2 separate regions of the Mus musculus genome follow, and region 1 is linked to region 2. A link is a contact called in public Micro-C data. All regions are on one chromosome and are shown on one strand. The core of a region is the stretch at or near the end of the contact, and the rest is flanking DNA. Distances in the headings are between cores, read along the strand shown. Region 1 holds the start of Irx1 (Iroquois homeobox 1). Region 2 holds the start of Ube2ql1 (ubiquitin-conjugating enzyme E2Q family-like 1).

The links. Hi-C and Micro-C count contacts between places; a contact is called where the count stands out from the background.
Region 1: a contact with region 2 is called in a Micro-C map of embryonic stem cells, with 9 times the contacts expected there. The contact joins the promoter of Irx1 here to the promoter of Ube2ql1 in region 2. A contact is called at or near these places in 1 of 39 promoter capture datasets (embryonic stem cells), 3 of 484 Hi-C or Micro-C datasets (all in embryonic stem cells) and 1 of 115 datasets of contacts at active chromatin or transcription factors (embryonic stem cells).

The regions. Positions count from the first base shown.
Region 1 is chr13:71,959,432-71,965,595 of GRCm38.p6, forward strand. It overlaps Irx1 (Iroquois homeobox 1), which reads right to left and starts at 4,292. Exons shown (of 4, transcript NM_010573.2): 1 at 3,782-4,292; 2 at 1-854. The coding sequence starts at 4,057.
Region 2 is chr13:69,736,171-69,742,149 of GRCm38.p6, forward strand. Ube2ql1 (ubiquitin-conjugating enzyme E2Q family-like 1) reads right to left here and starts at 3,727. Exons shown (of 2, transcript NM_001145162.1): 1 at 2,388-3,727. The coding sequence starts at 3,170.

The DNA.
Region 1 (6,164 bases), core at 3,042-5,541, 2.2 Mb after region 2:
CCGTTGGTCCAGTTGGAAAACTTGCCTATGTGACAGGTGTACAGTCCGTGGCTGGGTAGAAAGGCCGGGTGTTGCAGGGGTGAGCCGCTGGGCGGCCCGTGTGCGCTGGCGTGGCTTGAGGGTGGCGGTGGAGACGCCTTAGGCGCACCATCGGGGCTAGTGGCTGTCTCAGCCAGAGACCAGATCTTGGGCTTGCTGTGCGGCGCGCCCTGCAGGCCGACCGCCGCGGCGCCAGGACTCAGCAGGCGTGTGCTGCCGGGCTCTGAGACCTCCTTAACCAGGCCCAAGGGCGAATCTTGAGACTTGAGTGTCTCAGCAGCCGACAATGGGGAGCTCTGGTCCCGAGCTGAGGCGGGAGGGGCTACGCGCGCCCTAGGAGCCTCCGCCTTGTCCTCTTCGTCTTCGTTGCTCTGGTCGCCATCACGCTCGTCGATCTGATCGATGTCAATGCTCTCCAGGTCGATCTCCTCGTCGTCCTCGGCCTTCTCGGGGTCGCCCTCGGTGTCGCTGCCAAAGAGGGCGCCGTCTTCCTGGTCCTTGCTGCGCGCCCCCCAAGTCACCTTGTTCTCCTTCTTGAGGCGCCGGCGCGCATTGGCGAACCAGGTGGAGACCTGTGTGAGGGTCATCTTGGTGATAATGGCCAGCATAATCTTCTCTCCTTTGGTGGGGTACGGGTTCTTGCGGTGTTCGTTGAGCCAGGCTTTCAGCGTGCTGGTGCTCTCCCGCGTGGCGTTCTTGGGCCGTCCGGGATCCCCGTATTGAAACTGACCATAGGGATAATAAGCAGGCGTTGTGTGGGCTGCGAAGGTCGCTGGGTGCACCCCGGGGTTGTCCTTCAGTTCATACTGAGAGCCCTGAAGCAACCGTAGAGCAAGAGAGAAGAGAGAAAGAAGTAGAGAGAGAAAAGAAATGGGGAGAGATGAGTTTCAGGAAGCTAGGAAAGGAAGACCCGTGCTGCTGTGGACCCTGGGGGCACTTGATTCACCAGCTCAGAAAAGGAAAACGCGCGCGCGTGCTCACACACACACACACACACCACTACTTGGAGAGTCAAGGCAGCTGGAGTCTTAAACTGGATTGAAGGCATTGGGTCTCCACTAAACAGATTTTTAAAAAACTGTTGTTCACTCTAGAAAAACTTCTAGAAGCCTTGGATTTTTAGAACTCAGCGCAAGCCCTGCCCCTCCCCCTTCCCGAGTCTTCCCAGAACCCTTGGTTCCCCACACCACCCCTTCCCAAAATTCAAATTTTCAAGTTCAGCTTACACTAGCTGGAGGGGGAAAACCTTTTCTGTAGACTGATGAAACAGTTTCTCCAAAGTGAAGCACTCAGAATTCAAGGCCCCTCCTTCTCACCCTGAAGGACTCAATCAAAATAAACCATCCAGGGCACTCTTCAGTCTAAATTCACCACCAATTTAAAATGAAAGCAGAGCCCTCTTTTTGCCTCTCAAATTAATCTGCATATAATGGCTCACTCACACTTAGAGGTCTGTAGCGGTGACAGGTAATTTAAAATTTAATCCTGGCCATCCTCAGTAACAATGACAAAACACATTTTTTTTTTAAATACAAAAGAAGAGCTTATCCAGTAAAATATTAACGTCAGGCCCTGGAGCCACAGGCTGAAGCTCAGGGGAACCGGTTCAGTTTCCTGGGCCTCTTCTTGGTTACTTTATCTCTTAAGTTTGACTTTGATCTGCAGCCGAGCAAACAGAAACTGTTTGCAGGCATTTAGAGGCCATGATTTATTTGCAATCAATATTCTTTTTATCATCAGTAGTAAAACACAGCAAGTCAAATTATCCCATCAGGTTTTTGGTAAATAACATTTTATCTTTCTAACAGCCTCGTTAGGCCTCATTATTACCATAAATTGCCCAGACAGACATTCACTCACAATTTTATCTTTTGGGTTCCAAATACTGGATCATAAAAGATTGGAAAGCTAGGCCTCAGCTGAGGGTTTGGATTTAGGCTTACTTTCCAAGAACCCGGTAGGAGACCTGGAGGTAACACAAACACCTTAGGGGACGAATTTTATTTTCCTTTTAGTTTAAAGAGAAAACAAAATTAAACAACAACAAAAACCTCCTGTGGACCTTCCCTACCTCACTACAATGGGAGCAGACCCCTCCCCCACAAGCACACAGGCAGGATTCCCAAATGGCTCACATCTGTATTCAAATTTTTAGTTAAAAAAATCCTCGCGAAAATAATAACTAAATCACCCTCCATCTTCAATTTTTAAAAGGATACAGTTACCAGGTTAGCAAAAAAAAAAAAAAAAAAAAAAAAAAAAGAAGTCGGAACCCTAAAAAAGTTACTAAAAGCTTATTTCTTTGGCTAATTAGTTTAGCGATCGAGGCCGCGCCTAAGAGGCTTCTTTGGCCCGAATTCGTTTGTGCCTCGCCATTGTAAAATGTACATTTCGTTTTTCAAGATTATTTTAGTTGTAATCGTAAAGTAGAAATTCGGCCTCGTCTCTGCTGGGAATTGTTTTTGAAAGGGCACCTTGTAAATCTCTCATCGCTCCCGGGGCATATTGGCTGTCCGAACAAAATGGGGGTTGATCTTCCTGGTTGGGAAGCATCCGAAAGGCAACTGGCTGGCCGGACCACTGAGAAATAGGCTTTCTTTCTAAACTACAAGAAAAGTTCGGAAAATCGCGCTAGCCGCTTTGCTTCTGCACAGTTGGAGGCCAACCTTTTAAAGGAGTCTGGTCTGGTCTGTTTTGCCAGAGACTGGATAATTCAGGGTTCTTGGAAATTGCTCTATCCAGAAGATAGCAGGGCAGCAGGGGGCTGCCTTCCAAAAACCAGTGCCCGCCTCGCAATTTGCTAGCGGCCTCAAGTTTAAGCAGCCCGACCTTTCCGTTAAACCAAGGAAAAGTGATCATTCGGAAGGACAGACAGGCCAATACTCCTGTGGAGAATTAAATTTAAACACACACCCCCATCTGACACCCACTGGGACAGGAGATCGGAGAGCACCATTTATTTTAAGCTCTGGGACACTGTTCCTTTAACTCTCCCTTATGTAACACGGGAAGAAAAGTGCTTTTCTTTCGGCTCAAATGAAAAGTTTGGCAACTTACGAAAGTAAAGGCAAACACCGTTTCGGAAGCCAGAATTTATGTCAACTTAGTATTTCTTAGCCCCGATTCCTATGGTCCCTACACACTCCATTAAGAGACCTCTCTGCTCTGCTGATGTCTATTGTTTGTTGGGATGTTTTTGATCGACTCCGCTAGGTTTAACCGGTTCCTTTTGGCAAAGTCTAGGGCAACTATCTCTGCTCTGCCAAAGAGGGAGAAGGAAGGTCTTCTGGGCCCAAGGGAAAGCTCTTGCGGCGCTCAGGCGAGGCCGGCCGCCAGGTTAGGGCAGTGTTAGTAAAGCGGCCCTGGCTGAGGGGGCCCGGCGGGCCTGCCCTGTCGCACTGGAGGAGCCTGGCGGTTTTGCCCGGGACCTCCAGAGCCTGCCGCGGTCTCAGGCCTTCTCTGGAGGCTTCTCTCCACTAGCGCGCAACCCGCTTTTCGACTCCGGTCTCCAACCTCCCAAGACCACAGTGGTCACTGCCTGGGCCTCTGGGCACTCCCGAGTCCCCAGGGAAAGAGGTCTCCGCCACCGGATTCCCTCTGCAGGACCCTTCTCGTTCCTTTCCCAGACACTGCCTGCGGATCCTCTGTTTCTCTGTTGGGCCAGCCGCTCCCGATGTCCCCAGGCGCGGTGATCTCCCGTGGGTGCGGGCCAGGAGGACGCGCGGGAGGCGGGAGCACTCACCATCTGCGAGAAGAGGCTGAGGTCCGCGGCATAGGGCAAGAAGGCGCTGTAGTTGGGTGCGCCCGCGTACGGTCCCGCCGCGGCATACATGCCTAGCACCGAGGTGACCGCGGCCGCTCCCGCGCCCGCTCCCAGCTCCGCAGTCCCGGGACGGCCCGACGAGGCGGCGGCCGCAGCAGCCGCGGCCGCAGCCAGCACCCCAGGGCGCTCTCCACCATAGGCGCCCGGGCCCGCGGCGCTTAGGTATTGCGGGTAGCCCAGCTGCGGGAAGGACATGTCCGCGGGCTCGGTGGTGGCGGAGGGCAACACTAACTGCGCGGGCAAGAAGACCGGCTGGCGATCCGAGGAGGCGCGACTCGGGGGCTGCGGGCCGCGGGCCGGGCGCGCTCCGGCCGGCCCGGGGGCGGGGGCCGCTCGCTGTTCCTCGGCCCAGTGCTCGCTGGCGGCGCCCGGCTCCCGGCTGCGCCCGTATCCGAGATCGCGCGCCGACTGCGGCGGCCGCCCTCCGCTCGGCGGCGGGGCTCTCAGACACAATTTGAAGTTGATGCTTTGATTGGCATCCCCTTGAGCACAGGCCCCGCCCCTGGCTCCCCTCCCGCCCCCTCCCTGCCTCCAGCCCGCCCTCGCTGGCCGCTCCCGCCCCTCACGGCGAGCACGTGGTGCCCCGCGCCCGCCGGGCCACCTCCTCCTCCGGTGGGCGCGCACGGCCCGTCTGCTGGTGTGGGTCCGGAGGCCGCAGGCTCCTTCCCAACCAGCCCCCGCGGCTTTTGACAACCTGTCGACACCGGTTTACAGCTGTCTGACACCCGGTTTTGCAACGGAGATCTGTTCCCCCATCCCCTTTTAACAAAAGCAACTCGGGGATTGCGTTTCTACAGCTGGGGTGGCAGGGAAAGAGGCCTGGGGCCAGGGGACAGTCTATAGCGAACAGCCTTTCCTCTGTGGCTGGCTCTGCAGCACCTCCATGGGACATATTTGGCTGAAGTGTTCAGATAAATCTACGCGTGGCTTGACACCTCGGATACAGGGTGCGTCGTCTCTCTGGCCCCACTTGGTATCAACAGATACTCTGGAAATTGCTGCCCCCCCCCCCTTGCACTTGGAGAATCGGGTTGTGGCCGGCCGCGCTCTGTCAGCTTCTCCAAATATAAAAACTTTTAAAATGGGCAAGCCAGCTGAGAGGTCGCTGCCTAGCGGAGGAGAGCTCCTAGAGGGTGGGGGAAAGAATTGTAGGAGGGGAAGGACCTTCGCAAGGTAAAAGAACTGGCAAATCTTGCCCACAGTCATCTACCACCCTCTTCCAGTTTGGGAGAAGCCTGAAAGGCCTGGGCTCCTGCGTTTGTCCACTAGGTGTGCAGACGCGGAGAGTCAACACGAGTGGAGCTCAGGTACCTGAGGTGGCGCTGCGACTAGCCAGTCCAACAGGACAGGACAGCCGCCAGTCCCCTGTCTTTGAGTCTCCCACGACACCCCCCCCCCCCATCCCCGCCCAATTCCTATCTCAAACGCTGGGAAAATAAGAACCAGGCAATTTGAAAGCCAGGGGCCTGGCTGCTCTGTTCTCAGGGCAGACTTGAAATGCTCATTCCTCTCTCCTCTCTCAATCAGTGCGGCTGACCAGAGAAAGATGCTTCTGCTCATGGTGCCCTAGATTGGTATTGGAAGTGCAGAACCAAAATGTCCAGAGACTCCTAGTGCCTCGTTTCTTGCTGCTGTCTATAATGTGGCAGAGGCTTGAGTGTGTCACATCACACGGTGCTGGTGGAGCTTCACCTTCAGGGTCTAATTTCAGACTCAGAGAATTAAGGGGTACAGTGACAGGTTTGACAGAGAGCCCCAACATGCATACTGGAATGCTGCTGTCCAGGGCCATTGGGACCCTGGACACCAGCTAAGGCACACTTGCTTGCCTGGTGTCTCCTGCAACATCAGGAAGTCCTCACTTATAGGTCTTGAAATCAGATACTAAACCTTGCCTGTAATTAGGCACAATACAGCTCTTAAAAGTAGTTACTAATTACTAGTGGGAAAATCAGGTAATCTTCATTTTCTCTGCTCTGGGTTGGATCTTCTCACTTAATCAGGCTGTTTCCTCCATCTGACCCTGCCTACTTCATGACCCCAACACCCCTTGGAATGTCAGGACCTGCTTTCCTGCTTGGATTTAGTCTGGAGGGTACCCCAAGGGAACCCCCAGAGTTCTAGCTTCTGAAGCTCCTAATTGTGACCTCTTCTTGGTTCCCAGCTATTCAGTCATCTTGTAACCAGAATCTTGGGACCCTTATCTTACATCCTCCAAACAAACAAACCACTGCAGGGAAGTTCTGGAGAAGAGCGGTCTGACCATTGTTCTGGCTCAGTGAACCCAGGACTCACTTCAGAT
Region 2 (5,979 bases), core at 2,477-4,976:
CAGGTTACCAGAGATACTGCCACTCTGTCATACCCAAGCCCCTGAAACTTTAATGACTATCCACCTCTTCATGTCTTTCACCGTGCTTGAATATTTCATGTGGAGAATGGTATGTTGAAACCAGGGGATAGAAAACACAGAGAAAGTAAACTGCTGTTCTAAAAAGTCCCAAGCCTTGGCCATCATGTCATAAGTACCACATCCGTCAGACAGTACAACATGACCTACTAGGTGGAAGGAACGGAGGCTCCTGGCTTATCAAATTGATGAGGAAAACGTTGCTGTTTTCAGTGAGAAATCCTCTCATCTTCAGTGACTCTCAGTTTGGGGTTGCAAAGAGAAAGAACATGGACACGCAGCAAGTCCTGGAAGAAGCAGGGCACCGAGGGACGCTGCCATTCACAGCATTAAGTAAGAATGGTAAAAACCATTTATCAAGAAATTTCCCTTTGCAAGCCCACTTAGCCATTTAAAACCATTATTTCTCTGGAGCTCAGCATGCATACTGGAGGCTAAATCACCCAAGTCCACAATGCTACAGACTTGAGTCTATGGGGGCAAACAACACGCCTCCCACCTTCCAAACCATCTTCTCTGAAGAGCTGACTGAAAAATCAAATGAGCATGGCATTTCTGAGGACCATCCCCCCACTGCATTCAGATAAGCCCCATCGAAAAGGAAGCTGAGGCTCCCTCTTAGTGGCACATGATCCGACACACACACACACACACACACACACACACACACACACACACACACACACACTCACACACACACACACTCACACTGTAGTTAGGCCAGTGTTTCATAAACTGGCGTCACAGCACCTGCTCTAGAGCCCCTGGGTCCTCCTGCTAGGAGCCTGACTCCTGATAACTCAGGATGCAGTGACCTTTTTGTTGAAGTTGTTTTTTGTTTGTTTGTTTGTTTGTTTTTAATTGCGGGGTTCAGCCTTGAAAGGAATGGGCAGAATGAGCTGCATTTGATGAGTGTGGTGTACCCTGCCACGAAAGGGGCAGAGGCAGGCACCGGGAAAGAAATGATTGCTTCTGATAAGCTGACTGTAGAAAGCACACGTGGAGGTCATTGGGGGGTGTTTTTAAAGAAAATGAGAATTCTCTGTAACTATGGAAGATGCCCCTGCCAGATAGCAATGGGATTTGATAAAAAGACGCTGTAAGGGTCAACTTTAGGAAATGCCCGCTGCAGATTTGAATGTGGCCAACAGCATATCACATGAGAGAACAAAACCATCTTGCCCTTCCTTCCCTGCACCCGGGTGGGAGGCATATCTCAGAAAATCGATTTCCCCTGTAAGTCTGGGGGTTGCTTGTCTGTGAGGAAGCCCTGTGGTGCAATAGCTGAGAATGCTCAGGTGACCTGCTCAGCACTCCTGTCTGTGCTTGGTTGAATCTTTAGCTTTGAAACTCCCTCCCCCCAACCCCAATAGGGGGGCCACAGGAAGCAAAGAAAAGCAGCAAGGTCTGAAAGACACAGCGGCTCACCATCTGTCCCAGAAATGTTCCTTGAAGGGGCAAGTACTAGGCTGGGAGGGGGGCTGGCCGCAGCAGCTTTCCCTGGATGGAGTCTGGCCTGATCTAACCACCAGGAAGGACTCAAACAGACTTCTGCCTGGATAGAGCTTTCCGTGAGAACTTTCACCTTTACAAGGATGGCTGCTGGAACGGGGGTGGGGGGGGATGATGGGGCGAGGGAGAGCTTAGCAGCAGGCAGCTGCCTTGGTCTAAACAGAGCCCACCTGAGAGGTTTGAAGAAGAGCCCCCCCTCCCCGCGCCGCCCCGCTGTGTGTGTGTGTGTGTGTGTGTGTGTGTGTGTGTGTGTGTGTGCGCGCGCGCGTGCTCACGTGTGTGTCTGAGTGTGATGTACTGGGCTGGACACTTAGATTCTGGGCTTCAGGAAAAGTTCACACCTTCGAGACAATTACACTGACTAGAGAACACCTAAGCAGACTGGAGAGGAGAGGTGGAGCGGGGCAGGAAAAGTATGGGAGACTTTAGGAGGGTGGAAAAGGGGAAAAGGAGGGCTAGGAGAGGGGTTGGAGGGAAGAAGGACCGAAGGTTAACCTGAAGCAAAGTAGAAGAAAGGGAGAGAGGACCTGGGAGAAAGCAAGAGAACTGACAACCGGAGAGCACCGCGGTTCTAGTAGAATCAGTGTCAGGTATAGAGACCAGGTACAGAAACAGGCAGGGAGAAATCCTTTACGAAAAGAAGCGGAGGAGGTGGGGCGAAGCGTCCCTGGCAGGCTTGTTCGGGAGGATCTGGGCCAGTTCTCACCTACGCCTAGAGGGGTCAAACATCGCTTTCCATCTCAGGCCTAGCCTCGAACTCCCCACCCAACCCGGGCCTCTGCTCCTGGCCGTCTTACCTGGCCCTTGACCAGGCTGGCAGCAAACTGGCGCATGACGGCCTCCACCGTGTAGGCGCTGGACCAGCCGCGCGGCGTGAGCAGCTCCATGCAGATGGCGCCTCCGTCCAGCACGTAGCCGTTCTCCAGTCGCGGGCTGAGCACCCGCATGAAGGGCGGCGAGAAGGGGAAGTTATCGGGGAAGGTGAGGTTGAGCAGGATGAACTCTGTGTTGGTCTCCTTCATGTCCTGCCACAGCACCGAGTCCTTGTCCACCTGGTGCAGCTTCACGTTCCAGTCGAAGAGGTTCTCGTTTACCAGCTCCACCGAGATGAAGCGGTCGCTGAGGCGCGCGATGTCCTGGAGCTCCTTCATGAGCCGCCGGCTGCGCACCTGTGTGCAGTGCTGCTGGCGCGCCGCGGGCACTAGGCTGCCGCCCGCCGCCGCCGCGGCCACCGCGGGGCCCGGCCCCGCCCTGGCGCCCGCCGCCCGCTCCCGGGGGCCCCCGGCGCCCGCCGCCCCCGCCGCCCCCGCGGCTGGCTGCGGCTGCTTGTCGCGCGCGGCCAGTTCCGCCGCGCGCTTACTCTTGCCCTTGCCGGGCCCCGGGCTGGCGTCGCCTGAGCCCCCGGGGTGCTGCTGTTGCTGCTGCTGCTTGTGGCCGCTGCTCTTACCACCACCTTTGCCGCGCAGCGATGCGCTCTGCTGGCCGCCGCCTCCGCCACGGTGGTTGTGGTGGTGCTTGGGGTCCTCGGTGTCCCGGTTGTGCAGGCGAATGAGCCCGATTTTACGGAGCAGCGTGGCCATCTTAGGCTCGGCTCTGGCGAGGGGCTTGCCGGGGCTCCTGTTCCCCGAGCCGGATAGCTGGGACGCACGGGGCTTGTGGGGGGGAGGCAGACGACCGCTTAGTGGGGCGCGGCGAGGGCCACCTTAGGAGCCGGCGGCCGTGGCGCAGCGGAGCGGGCAGTACCAGCGCTCGCTGGCCGCCTTGTCGCCGCTGTCATATGACGGGTCTTCTCGGGCAAGGGCTCCGGTAGCCCAGGGAGGGGAGGCGTGGAGACGCGGCTCAGCTGCTGTTCCTGGCCGGTCCCTGGGCGCAGTCCCCGGACGCCGGGTGTCCGTGGTCCTTTGTGCGCGGCCGCAGACCCGCTGGTCCCGAGTCTAAGAGCTGCACCGCGGCGCGCACAACCGCCCGCGGTGCCCCGGAGACAGCGAGGTGGCCGTGGAGTCGCGCTGTGCGCCTGCCGGGCCGTGCTGCGCTGGCGGCTACCGCGGGGCCCGGGCCACTGCCGCTCTCGTTGCCGCCGCCGCTGCGGCTGCTGACATTGCAGAGGCGGCTGCTCCGTCTGAGCCGAGCCCGGCGCGGAGGGGGCGGCACTGCCGGCCGGGAGGGGGAGCGCGGGGCGGAGCCGCGGGCTTGACTGCACCGAGCCACCCCCGCCGCCAGGTTCCTGCGGCGACACACGCACGGCCGCTGGGGGGAGACAGCGGTACGCGCCCGCACCATTTTCTCCTGGCTGCGTGCTAGCTGCGTGCGCTGGGGAGCCAGGGGAGGGCTGGCCTGAGCGTGCTAATAGGGTCTCTCAGAATCACTGCATTCTTTGGGACCCTAAAACCTGAATGCTGTGTTTGAGGTCCGGGCCTTATATCCCATTTAACCTCCTTAGGACAACCAGAGGGAAAAGGTGGAAATCAACCTCTTTATTAATCCTTCTAACCAGAGGTATGAGCCCAATGTTTCTACGCAACACTTCTGGGCGGTGGGAGCCTAGAATGACAGAAGGAACACGTAAGGACTTTAAAGTCAGGGCGGAAAGCGGGATGAAAGGGTAGATCTACTGCAAACTTAAAGAACAGCCCGTTCAAAGTCACGACTAAAAGCAAACCTTTAGCCAATCCACTCAGCCCTCACTGGTTTGCTCCTTCCACCCCATCCCCTGCCTGCTGGCCGCAGCGTTTCGGCTTTCCATGGCCAGGCTGTGCGTGGTGGCTGCTTTCCAAAATGCAGCGGAGAATAACACCAGACGCCTTCTCTGGCGCTGACCGGTGCTAAGAGCGGGAAAGGACTTTCCGAGCAGCAACCCCCGTTGGCCACCCCCTCCCCGCCCCCCAGGGCTGCTCTCCTGAGTGAGGGACCTCCACAATACTCAAATGAGGGAGAGATCCGCCTTCCGCCTGCAGATTCACAGTCCACCCTGCCTTTCCTTCTTCCTTCAGCCTGTGGAAACTCACTTAAAAATCTGGTGAAAATTCCAACTAAAATCTATTTCAGATTAGCTCGAACTGTGACGGTTCCGGTGTGCAGCGTGTGGCCCAATGGCGTAGGCGAAACCAATCCCTCAAGAACAACGAATATTATCCCGCTGCCATCCTAACTGGCGTCAGAGCCTACTGCCTCTGCTGGTGTGTGGATGGGGGGAAGAGAGGGGAGGGGAAGCAGCTCAGCTCTTCAGGACAGGCGTTCCTTCTAGATGACAGCCCCTTGCCTTTCTGCCCCTCACATCTTTTACCAAATTTTGAGTTTTCACTGTGGAAAATAACTGGTGATGTCGCTGTGAAGACACAGACCTGGGTTTGGAGATTCAGATTTGGGGATAGATGTGTAATGGGGGAGCCAGGCTAGCTGGTGTAGATGAGGAGTAGAAGGTTCACACCCACCCAACATTGCACCTGGGAGAGGGTGGTTCTCCAGAGAGCCTGTCAATCCTTTGACTTTCAACAGGACCCACAGGGTGATTTGGACTAAGAACAACACAGACTATTTGGTGGAATCTGAGGGAAGCTGAATCAAGGTCTGTTTGTCCTGGGCTCCTGATTGCTTTGTTTAACACTGCATTCCACGGTAGCCTTCTCCTCCTCTTCTTCCTTCTCTTCCTCTTCCTCCTCCTCCTTACCATCATCATCATCATTTTCTTCTTCATCCTCCTCCTCTTCTTTCTCCTCCTCTTCTTCCTGCCTTCTCCTTCATCACCATCACCATCACCACCACCATCTTCCTCATCCTCATCTTCACTAGGGAAGGGCAAAAGGGTAGATCTGCCTGCAGTGTCCCAAGAGTTCCTTTAAGCATGCTGGCTGCATAAAGAAGGTGAAAAGGAGACACAGAGAGGGCTGGCAGATGTCTGTATCAACTACTTTTCTCATTGCTCTGACAAAATGTCTGACAGAGGCAACATAAGGAAGATGTGCTGGTTAATTTGTGTCAACTTGTCACAAGCTAGAGCCATCAGAGAGGAGAGAGCTTCAATTGAGAAAAAAAGTCTCAGTTAAGTAGGGCTATAGGCAAGCCCTAGGGCATTTTCTTAGTGAATGATGGGAGAAAAGCCAGTTAATGGTGGTTGGAGCCATTCCTGAGCTGGAGGTCATGCCTTCTATAAGAAAGCAGGTTAAGCAAGCCACAATGAGCAAGCCCATAAGCAGCATCCCTCCATGGTCTCTGCATCTGCTCCCACCTCCAGGTTTTTCTGCCTTGCATGAGTTCCTGCCCTCGCTGATTTTTGCCAATGAACTATTACATGGAAGTTACACAGAAATAAACCATTTCCACCACGACATGCTTTTGGTCTTGGTATTTTTGTCACAGCGACAGTAACCCTAACTAAGACAGAAGGAAAAG